2 separate regions of the Mus musculus genome follow, and region 1 is linked to region 2. A link is a contact called in public promoter capture Hi-C data. All regions are on one chromosome and are shown on one strand. The core of a region is the stretch at or near the end of the contact, and the rest is flanking DNA. Distances in the headings are between cores, read along the strand shown. Region 1 holds the start of Rnf141 (ring finger protein 141). Region 2 holds the start of Dennd5a (DENN/MADD domain containing 5A).

Region 1 (6,470 bases), core at 3,618-6,117, 880 kb after region 2:
ATTTAACAAGTACTGTGTGTGGTGCTTATGTGCTTATGTCAAGATGGTGAGCAAACTTGGCACCACACACAGTACTTGTGTATGTTGGGCACCCAACACAGTTGGGGGAAGGGCAACAGTCATACAAATAAGTATATAATTACAAAATGACAAGTCCTAAACCAAACAAGTACAGGGTGCCCTGAAAGCATGGAAGAGAGTGAAAGACACTGGTCTTGAGTTAGAAAAGAAATTCTGGGAAAACATTTGAGTCCAAAATGATAGTCTGGGTTTGTAACAGTCAGGGCATGGTGGGAGGACATTTTAGACAGAGGTCTCATAAAGCATCTGAGATAGGTAGATCGGAGTACCTCTGAGGGATATAAAACACACTGGGGCTACTTGGAGAAGTGAGATATTGACATCAAAACAAAAAACAAACTCAAGATGGTTATTTAAGATTTTTTTTTTTTTTTAGATAACTGGAAGACAAGATTAGGTATGCTTGCCCAATCTGGCTGACAAAACTAGAATGAATGAACCATATCTACTGAATAAAGAGACTGCTAAGTCTATAAATACAGCAAGATATTAACTCCTGAATGTGTTCTGAAAAGCTGACTGCACAAAAGCACCAAGGTAAGATGTGCTTTAAAGCAGCACAAAAACAAGTCATGAGGTTTTAGATTAAAATAACATTATAATAGGTCTAGGAAAGATATCAAAATAATTCTAAACTCCTGCTAGAAGCAGATGTCTACAGCAAGGAGCCTCCCACTCTAGTGTGTTAAACAGGAGAGCGTTTGTTTGTTTGTTTGTTTGTTTGATTGATTGATTGATTGATTGATTTTCAGCTCAAGGCAATCACACCTTTAAAGAAGAGAACATAGTCAAGTCTCGGGTCTAGAAACAGAAACAAGTCAACTTACTGTGGCTGAGCCCAACTAGGTAATGACTCGGGCAGCCCAACAGCCTGTTCAAATATTTGTTGAGCTGTCACATGGAAGAGGAAGTGAGATTTTTACATGCATACAAAGAGCAAATTAGCCAATAAGGACAGAGGGAAGTCCAGACTTACTGTAAGAATGCCCTGCCTGCCACCCAGCAATGGAAAGGACTGCTGCAACATATGTGAACTTCTCAATGACATAATATGAAAATGTTTAAAGATAGGAAGTTCATCTAATGAGCGGCACAGAGAAGTTTCTAGGATAGAAAAATAGAGGCATTAACGTCTAACCCAGTGATTCTCTACCCCAAAAGAACATCATAAAACACAGGTATTTCCATGATTGTAACGGTGTCAAAAACACGGTTATGAAGCAGCAAACTTAATTTTACGGTTGGGGGTCATCATAACATAAGGAACTGTATCAAGGGTCACAGCATTAGCAAAGTTGAGAACTACTGCTCTCAAAATGAAGCTTAACTTCCCCAAGCCTTGCTGTATCCACTTAATAAACAGACTCTAAGAAGCCAGCCTGAAACTTCCAATTCTAACTATATTACCTAACAAAGTAAACTAAACTTCTGAATGGTCTCAAGACTTAATGGAACTCATGACAACTGAATTAAACTTTGTAGGGAGGTAACAGTCCCCGCCTTTACTTTTGGATCTCCAGCTGTTCCCAAGAATAACTGAAATAAACAAGAGAAAACTATACATGTTGTATGGAGATGTCGTCACAAGAAAAATAAGGCCCAGATACTCACTGGACAAAGACAAGTAAATTGTGAAAAGATGACAGGACAATGGAGTTGGAGGTAGGGCTCTTAAGTGTGGGAAAGTATCAAGAAGCAAGCTACTCAGGGAAGTTTGTACTGATTTCTCTTGGCTTTGAGACCTAGCTCTGATTGTAAGATGTCTTCCTTTCTGGTAAAAGGCAGGTACTTTTGCATGACTGCTGCTGCTTCAAAAAGTATTTGTACCTTAAAAGACTTCTCATTCCCAAGTATCTTATTTTAATACCCTACACTACTCATCAAAACCCATCTGAAAAGAAGCCTCTGTTGTTTCTCAAATTAGAAAATGTTGCCTTGTGTCCCTGGTACCCTACCTTGATGGCAAGGTTTATAGTGTGAGGCAGTATATTGTTTTCCTGTAATTGCGCTTAATATCCAGAAAGCTGATTCAGTGACTCACGCCTACCTGAGGGCATGAAACAAAGGTGTCCACACTGGCTAGGAGGGAAGATGCTGCATTTAAGCAACATTAACCATTTCATCACTAGTGTAAAAATATGATTACTTATGGAGCCACTGAGATGAGTATCCACAAAAGCAATCTGCCGAAACCGCTCTTCAGTCACCAGCCTTTTCAGTGTTGTTCATCCATATATGAACAGCACGTATCGTTCAATGAAGTCGCTTTACTCAGTTCCCCCTTGAGTCTTCAGGACACACACCTGTGCTCTTGGGTAGTAGATAAGTATATAGTATTTCTCTAGTCAATATAGAAATACTTTTTTATCATTCATCTAGTATTCTTTTATTAGCTCAATCATTCACACTAACATGACATGGCAGTTAAAATGATATTTATGGATAAAATTGTGAAGTTATCATACACACATGCGTGCGCGCGCGCGCACACACACACACACACACACACACACACACACACACACATCTATCACAGAACAGTAGTATTGCTTACAGATATAATATGTAAACCTGCAAACCACTGGCAATAAGTTTCAGTAAAATACAAGTCTGTGGTCAAGATTCCTCAAAGAGCTGTGACCTCTTCTAGTTAAGACAGAGATGTGCTTCCCAAGAGCAGCCTGAGGGTCTCTGAGAAAGAGCTGTTATTCTGAAACTCACAGGGATATCAAGGATTCCAAGGATGTGCCACATTCTTCAGTGGGTGGCACACACAGTCAATTGCTTCTTTTTCTAACAAATGAGTTGTTGAAGTTCAAGTATTCCTTATAAGAAACACAACTGCATCACTAATAATACTCACCCAAGGAACTCCCTGAAAATGTGAAACATAAGTCATTCAGAAATGACACAGAGGAAAACTGAGCCCATCAAAGTGCAAGACAACTGGGTGAGGGCTGGAGAGTTCAGCTGGGAAAGGACCTCCAGGAAGCACCCGGGCCTCAGTTCTACCCCTGAACTCATGTGAAAGGACAGCGCAGTGGCACACTTGTGATCTTAGTGCCAGGCCGGGTGTGTGTGTGTGCAGGGACAGGAAGATCCCTGGGACTTGCTGGCCACTAGGTGTGTAGTCTATCCAGACCTAAGGCTGACTTCTGGTGTCACATCAGATGACTAGTCAACAATGACTTCGGTATCAAAGGCACCTTTGAAATTTGTTAAATTTTGTACCATCTTCCATCTTAGTAATACATACTAAGTTCTACAATTGGGGCTCGAATGACACTACTTAACTTATTATTCACTATTTATACAAACTCTAAGTTTATACAGATATCCAATGATTAGGCTGGTCAGAGTCGGTATAGAATCTAGAATGCCTGTTCTGGGGTCAAAGGTATTAAGGAGGAGAAATAAAACTAAAGAAATCTCAATAAAATAAAATAAAACCTGAAAACCTATAAACAAACAGAGTACTGAGTAAGTGCTGGAGTTCTAATAGCACCAGTTGTTAATTTTCCTTATAGATTATCCATTCATCCTTTCATGGATTCTTGGAAAATTGGCAAGTATTATAGACAGCCTGACAAAGCACACACCAAGTAGTAAGTACACTCTGACTTAGAAAGAAAAATATTCTCTTTGCACCTTCTCTACCTTTTTAGAAAGAGAAATCAACTTCCTCTAGTTAAAAGAATTTAGATATATTCAGAGAATATCTATCCTATATGTCCCTTATATATATGGTTCCCTTACGCCAAATGACAAAGATAACATAGTCTTGAAAAACACAATCATGTTAAGACAGAAACCGAAACCAGCCAGCACAAAAGGGGTAAAACAAAATCCACGCAAGTCCTGAGGGCTCTGAATTCAGAAGGCATTACTTTTCAAGGACAACTATCAGGACCATTGGTCGGGTGACAGTTCAAGCCCAAGTAAAAGTCTAAAGGGTGAATTTCATTCTATAGCAAGCACGGTAAGGGGGTGTGGAAAAGATGGTCTTAGTTTGAGAAGCACGGATTAAAAGCAACTGGGAGTGTTACTGGAGCTACATGTACTCCAGAAGAAGGACAAGAAATGCTGGGCATCAGGAAATGGGGCTGGGTCGGAATATGAAGAATATGAAGGTAGGCTGGAGACAAATTGCAACAACAGTAACCCCACAGTTTTGTAATGAAACTGCACACAGAAGGCAACTTACCCTACAATTATGATTAGCAAGGAAACTTTTTTTTTAATGTCGGTCCTCAAAAGGTAGCAATTAGCTTGACAAGCAAGGGCCCGGGTGCACTGCCGGGGCGGGTTTAGTAGGAGGGCTGGCCGACACCACGGGCCCAGGCTCTCCCTCAGAAGCCTTGCCCTGTGGCCACCCTGCCGCCCTGGCCCCAGCACCCGCCCCTCAGCCCCTCCTTGGCGCACCTGCTCTGCTAACCAACAGCTAAACTGCTCAGTGCGCCAGCGCCAAGATTCAAAACCGCTCGAGCTGATCTCTGAAAGCTCTCCTCAGCACCACCGCGAAGGCGGACCCAGAGTCTCCACCGCCACCGAGAAGGCGGACCCAGAGTCTCCACCCGCCCAGGAATCGGTGCCCAAAGCCCGCAGCCGAGGCCCTGACAAGGGGCCCTAGCTCCTCTGAAGCCCGGTTTCACACCCTGGTGCTGCCCGGGCCTCCACTCCCTACTCCAGGACCGTGGAGTGGCTGGGAAGGGACACAGCGAAGGGGCGGCGCTGCAAGGCTCACCCAGTTCAAGGCATCGCTCTCCTCGCACCAGGGACACCGCCTCGGCTGCTGCTTAGCTAAACCCGCTAGGCGGCAGCGGCGCGGCCCGCAAACCAGTCGCACCTCAGTGACGTAAGGCCACGCCCTCGCGCGTTGCCTGGAGACGGAGCTCCACCCCCCCCTGTTGGCTTTGGAGGTTTTTGTAGCTCAAGGCTGCTGACACACACCTGTAGGCAAAATAGTCACATACATAGAAATCAATAAAATTAAATACTTTTGTAAAAAAGGACAAAAAAATGAAGAGGCAAGTCACAGGCTTTGGAAAAGCAAAATATATTTAACAAAGGACTTCTAATTAGAATACACAATTCTTACCCCTCCCCCCCCCAAAAAAAAAAAAAACAACAACAACAACAAAAAAACCCACAATTTTTTTAAATGGCCAAAGACTAGACTAGCCTTTTAGATTTATGGATAGCAAATAAGCACATGAAATGATGTCTGAGACCATTATGCAAATTAGAAGGGAAGTGAATTATCAATACAATACCACAGTGGCTAAAATGAAAAGAACTGTATTAAATATTGACAAAGATGCTGAACAAATCTGTTCAGATTGTCTGTTGGGGATGTAAAATGATACAATCATTGTGGAACGAGATTGTGGCCATTTCTTTAAAACCTAAGCACAAACATTCCAACCACATAGTCCAGTCATCCTGCTTCTAGAATAGATCCACATGAAGACTAGTACACCAACATCAGATACCTGATGTGGTGGTTTGAATGAAAATGGTCCCCATAGGCCCACAGGGAATGGCACTATTAGGAAGTGTGGCCTTGCTGCAATAGATAAGGCTTTGTTGGAGAAAATATGTCACTAGGGGTGGGCTTTGAGTTTTCAGATGCGTAGGTCAGACCCAGTGTCACTCTCTCTTCCTGCTGCCTGCTGATCCAGATGTAGAACTCTCAGCTACCTCTCCAGCATGTCTGCCTGTGTGCTGCCATGCTTCCCACCATGACTATTATGGACTAAACCACGGAATTCTAAGTCAGCCCCAATGAATTGTTTTCCTTTATACGAGTTTCTCTGATCATGGTGTCTCTTCACAGCAGTAGAAACCCTATGACAACATATCAACAGGTGAATGGAAAACAACTGAAATAAAGTCACACAATGGAATATTACTCAGCAATAATAAAGAATACATGATTGACACACTTAACAATGTGGATGAGCCTGAAATACTTAGGCTGAAAGAAGATAGACCTTCCAAAAAAATTTTCTAGAATAGCCCCCGCCCCCAGGAATCTTTAGTGGCAAAATCAGATCAGTGGTTGCTTAGCGGGTGGTGTCAGGTAGGAAACACTACAGTGTTAGAATGGGAACTAGAGGTGGCTGACTCAACGGTAAAACACTTGCCTAGCATGTTTAAGCCTTGGCTCAGACTCAAACACAAGTCCTCCAAACCTTCAAAGGGTAAGAAGAAACATTTTAGGGTATTGGCTATGTTCACTGTCTTAGAGCATGACACCACAGACATGAATGTAATATGAAAACTTCTCAAATTGTACACCTTACTCATATATAGTTTAGTATATGCCAACTACATTCCCAAAAAGTTATGGGGTAAAGATGTAGCTGCTTCATGTTTTAAAGGTTCAT
Region 2 (5,702 bases), core at 1,614-4,113:
AAGAATCTGAGTGCAATTCCTAACTAACTTCATATAGTTTTACGGACTATGACATCACCAATTTGGGAGCAATCAGCAAGCTAAGGAAAGAAAATGTACCCTAGAGAGTCTCCACATGGGCTGCCCAGAGTTATTTGTATTCTGTTGTGTTGTCCTCTGAATCCCCCTGGGTCATCCAGACTCCCCAGTCAACCCACCAGAAATGAAAGAAGGATGAAAAAAAATATCTCAATCACTGTCTGTTCTAACAAAGGCAAGCCAGCTATTGGATATATGCCCTCGGCATTACACGACTGCAACCAAATTAAAGAATACACAGAATGCCCTTCTTACACATTATACAACTCATCCCCTCTTTATTCTCCAATAAGGTTATACAGGGATATAATTTTAGCTTGCTGAGAAGCCAGATAATTAACAGATATTAACAGATATAAAAGAGAATAACATTTCTTTTTTGGTGAAAGACAGATTGCTTTTTAAGTTTCCAGGTCTACCCTCCAGTTATCTAATTTGCCCAGGCACAAATACAGCCAATAGCCAACACGTCTGTCCATTCTAACCCAAACACTGCCTGGTTTCCTTTCTTTGTTTCTTTTTTTTTTTTTAAAGCTGAAAATGACCTTGAACTCCAGATCCTCCAGTTTCCGGAACAAGGATCTCACAGGCTTACGCCACCTCTTAAGGCTATCTCTACTTTCTAAGACCAAACAGCTACACAACTAACAGACATTCAATAATAGTACACCATAAAAAGTTTACTCTACCTTTGAGCTTCTTTCATCCAGAAAGACTGTTGTTTTTAACCCTTCTCAACAGGTTAGTTTGTTTTTCTTTTGTCTTTTTCGCCAGGGTCTCACTATGAAGGCCAGTCGGGCCTTAAACTTGTGGCAATCTTCCTGCCTCTGCCTCCCAAACGCTGGGATAACAGATGTACACCAGTGACCACGTTACTGTTTTTTAAAAACCTCCAGAGAGGCTGCTGTGGTGCAGCATGCCACCAAAGAAGTTTTGGACCGATATCATCCCTGCTGTCCTTCTGGGCCTCATTTCCCTCTCACATCCCATCCACCACCAATACCTGGAACTGCAATCCAACAACTACATCATCCACAATTCTAAAGTTAATCCTTATGAACCAGATGGCAACATCTGTCTGTACTTTGAGCTTGGACTACTCAGGCTAGAACAAAGGCTTAGCTAGGATCAGCCCATTCCTACTTCAGGGTGTTGTATAAGGCATCAGTTTCTCATAGTTTTAAAAGACAATCCAGCTTTATCATCTGAAGTGTGCACTCTTTTTTTTCCCCATAAGAAACAGTGGAATTCACCAGGCAGTAGTGTTGCACTCCTTTAATCCCAGCACCCAAGAGTCAGAGGCAGGCAAATCTCTGACTTTGAGGCCACACTGGCCTACAGAGTGTGTTTTAATACAACTAGAGCTACACCAAGAAACCAGTGGGGGGTTGGAGAGATAAGGAGGAGAAAGAGGAAGACAAGGAGGAGGAGGAGGAAGAAGAAGAATCGGAGGAGAAACAAACAAACAAACTGGAGTGACAAAAAAAAAAAAATCCAAGACTGGATGATCACTTTCAATAGAGAAACTGTACGGTGTTCAATGACTACCACATCGTGACAGAAAGGGGGAGAGGAGTTTCCCTCATCGAATCAGCATGACATAACTTTAAAGTCTAACACGACAAGCCTCCAACCACTGAAACCTGCTTACTGGCCACCCAAAAACTTTTCAAAACTGTTGCAACTCCAATGTGGGCGCGCAGGAATTCACCGGGGATTTTATAATTCTTACACCTTCAAGCAATGGGTGCCAAATCTCATCAGGGCCTCACTGTCACTCCCCCATCACTTCCTCTTCGAAAGATAACTTGAGAGGCATCACAACACTGCACAACCTGTCCAACTGGGACGCGCTGCCTTCATTCACAAATGACCCTCGCCTGGTAAAGGACATTAACTTAAAAAACAAACAACAACAACAACAACAACAAAAGCATGGCCCTGGGTACAAGTTCTTTTCTAGCGCCAAGAGAGAACCCGTTCTTGGTGTAACCCGGTTCAATTTGTCACTTCACGTCCGATCAAGAGGGGCAGAACTGTGAAGGAAAAGCCCGGGCCTGGCCTGCTCAGGAGTGAGTTATAACGGTTTTGAGGAACTGGTCTCGCCGGCTTCTTGGGAAGAGGCCAAATAAACTCATCAAGTTTTTGTTTTGCTCTTTTGAAAAGTCTGGGTGGGACTAACTCTCACTAGGAAGTGGGCTAACTTCTTTCCTCCCAAAAGGGTGCTAGAAGGCAAGCTTCCCTTCATTGTGGACTAAGCCCCTCGACCTCTGAGCGCACCCAGCGTCCGCGTCTCCCCAGGTTGCCGACGCGGCGACCACCGCGCGGGGGGCAGCAGGCCCGCGGGACCCGCGTCCCGTCTGCTCGCCCGACCCTCACTGGGCTCCCGGGACAAAGCGGGCCCCGCGGGCCCTAGCCCGGGCTCGCGCGCACTCACCCGACAGCTCGTCCGGCTCCAGCCCGGTCTCGGTGTCCAGCCCGCAGATGACAAAATAGTCGGCGAAGCGACTGGGCGCCGAGCCCCCTCCGCCGCCGCCGCCGCTCATGGCTCCGGGCCGAGCGGGGCAAGCCGCGCGGAGCCGAGCCCCCGCCCCCGGCCGCCCGCCCGCCCTCAGCCGCCGCTCCCTCCGCCGCCGCTACCGAGGCTCCGGCCGCCGCCCCCGGGCCTCGCCGGGTCCTAGCGGCCGCCGCTGCCGTGCCGGGGCAGGGGGGCGCCGGGCCACCCCGCGCCGCATCCTGGACGCTGTCCTCTGCACCGCGGCCTGAGCAAGCCTGAGGAAGGGCGGAGAGCGGCCGCCCGCCCCACCGCGGCCCCCCACCCGCCGCCACCGCGTGCGCACGCGCGGTCGGGGAGGGGCGGTCGTCGGGCGCAAAGGATGACGTGATGCTCTTTGGGCCCCGGGGGCCTGGGCTTCCAGAGCAGCCACCACAGAGTGGCCAGCGGTCAGCTGCTGGGATCCCGCGACTGCAGCCACCTCCACGCGACTGCGACACCCTTTAGAGAAATCGGATGCGGTGTGCGGAAAGAGTGGGCCATGGTGGCTCGTGCTGGCCGTGTCACCGGCATAAGAGCTGCAGGGCTGAACTGTGAAGCCCACCGAATCCTGCTCCTATACTGTCACCACAGAGCAGCTTCTCCTTGTCACCTCTCCTCAGTGTCAGCTTTCCCCAATAGATCTGAGGAAACTCTGTTCTTTGGAGAGAGTGGGTCAGCTTATCTTCTATTTACCTTTAATTTGCAGATAGGGAAACTGAGGCTCAAAAAATGCAAGAAACAACCCTACGCTTGAATCCTGCGCTAGCTCACTGCCCCGCACCCCACAAGCAGGGCTTCTTCCATGCACCAAACTCTCCCCCTTTCATGAAGCCCCAGAAGTCTCCCTCCCCCTTCACTTAGTTCTTTTCATGCTCACAGAATTCTCTGTCCATTCATCCATCTATCCATCACCCTTCATTCATTCATTCATTCATTCATTCATTCCTTTCTTCCTTCTAGTGAGAATTTGCTTGTAGAAGAGAAAGGGTGGCTGAACAGGTGAAACCTCCTGGTCCTTGTCTCTTGTCTAAAGAACAGACCCTCTGACTTCATTTTCTACAGAAGCTAGCCAGATGTGTCTTCTTTTGGTGGTTGGTTGGTTGATTGATTTGATTTGGTTTTTTTGGATAGGGTCTCACTTATAGACCTGTCTGACCCAGAACTTGCTATGTACCTGTATTACCCTGATGCAATACTCTTTCTTCTGCCTGCTCAGTGCTGGGCTTAAAGGCCTGCATCATCACACCAGGCTCAGGTGGGTCTGTACTGTAACATCAGAGGCCAAGGAAGAGAAACTGTAGTGGCTGCTAGCATGGGCTCTAGAAACAGTCCCCCAGTTTGAATTCTGACTTATAATGTACAATATGATATTGGCAACTTACTTATGTAATTTCTAGGTGCCAACAGGCATGATTTTTGTCAAAGTACAAAATAAATGCATGTATAGGTAAAGTGGTGAGGATTATACCCAGAACATAGAAGGCACTCCATAAATATTATATACATTGTCATTGTTGTTACAGAATAGTGTGCGCCAGGTTTGCTCTGGCAGGCAGCCAGCTAAGGACTATAGAAGGCAATTGGCTTCCCCAAGGGCTGAACCTGGGCTCTCTCCTGGGTTCTGTCCCAGTATTCCTCTCAAGTACTGGATCCCTTTGGGAGGTTGGTTGAGAGGTCACAGCCAACATCACTGGAAACCATAGCATCTGCTCCCTATATCTAACCTGAGCGGCTGGGAGAAATCAAGAGGACTGGGTAGCTTTACAAAGTCCATCTGAAGTGATGATACTATAACCCACATGCTTGGGACTCAGAGTCTGTGCAGGGGGCTCAGAGAGCTTAATAAAGCAAAGAAAAGAACGCCTTTTGGTGCTGGGTCACGGTCATGGAAGGCTTCTGGTGATTCTAAGGATCAAATGTGTGCCCACAATAAAGAGTGGAAAAGCCAGACATTTAGGCAGCACTGAGGAATGTACTAATATGGAAGATGGGAAAGCCAGGTATAGTGGCGCAAACCTATAATCCCAGCATTCTGGAGCCCAAGCAAAAGGAGTGTGAATGTGAAGCCAGCCCAGCCTTACAGTACAGATGGTCTAAAACAACAAAATAGCAAACAGAGACAGAGAATTAAAAGGGATTGAAAATAAAACAGAGAGGGAGAGAAGAGTTGGGGCAAGAAAGGTTTCAAATGCCAGGTGTACAGACCGGGTACAATTAAAGGATCACTCAGACGAAGATATAGAAGAGACTTGGGAAATTTTTCAATTAGAGAGAGAAAAGGTCAAAGAGTGATATGTGCAAGCCTTCAACCCCAGGGATGGATCTCTGTGAGTTCAAGGAAAGTTTAGTCAGAGTTCCAGCACAGCCAGGGATACAAAGAGAAACTTTGTCTTAAAAAAAACAAAAACAAAACAAAACCACAACAACAAAACTGTAAAAATAGAGAAAAAAGGAGGAGACTAAACTTACTCAGTTTAAAAGTCTAGAAACTTTTTATCTAGGCTTGCCAGCTGCTAGAAGACCTCTCTCACTCTCATACTAACTCAACACATGAAACACCAGTTGAAAACAAATCCGTGCCAGTATTCATTTGCTCAGAGGCCCAGAATACTCAACTGTAAAGTGATCTCCTTCCCAGCAGGAAATATGCTTGGCAGAGTGACTGCTTCTTAGAGAGTGGGGAGAAATACAGGTCTGGATATGACTAGTTAGTGATTAAATCTCTGCCCCACTCTTCCTAGCTGTGTAAAAGAGGGAGCAGTTAACCTCTCCTAGCTATTCCTACCTCCGAACAGATTACAGCGCAGATTCGGAAACTAATTGAAAAATTAGTGGGAAAGAATTTAATGTTGAGAGCTTTATATGCTTACTTTGTTTTGTTTGAGACAGGGGTCTCTCCATGTAACCCAGGCTGACCGGAAATTGCCTAAGAAGCTCAGGCTGGCCTCCAACTTAAAATCCTCCTCCCTCAGCCTCCCAAGTGCTAGGATTATGGGCATGTACCACCATGCATGACTGTAATACACTCCTTTATATAGAAGAATATACTTTTTACATTTATTTATATCTGAGTGAGTGTGTGTGTGTT

What was found. Promoter capture Hi-C pulls out the DNA fragments that hold promoters and counts their contacts.
Region 1: a promoter capture Hi-C map of pre-B cells shows a contact between it and region 2, with 4 times the contacts expected there. The contact joins the promoter of Rnf141 here to the promoter of Dennd5a in region 2. A contact is called at or near these places in 2 of 39 promoter capture datasets (liver and pre-B cells), 1 of 115 datasets of contacts at active chromatin or transcription factors (pancreatic cancer cells) and 1 of 9 other capture datasets (macrophages).

What each region holds. Positions count from the first base shown.
Region 1 is chr7:110,839,514-110,845,983 of GRCm38.p6, forward strand. Rnf141 (ring finger protein 141) reads right to left here and starts at 4,868. Exons shown (of 6, transcript NM_025999.3): 1 at 4,826-4,868.
Region 2 is chr7:109,957,559-109,963,260 of GRCm38.p6, forward strand. Dennd5a (DENN/MADD domain containing 5A) reads right to left here and starts at 2,864. Exons shown (of 23, transcript NM_021494.1): 1 at 2,516-2,864. The coding sequence starts at 2,624.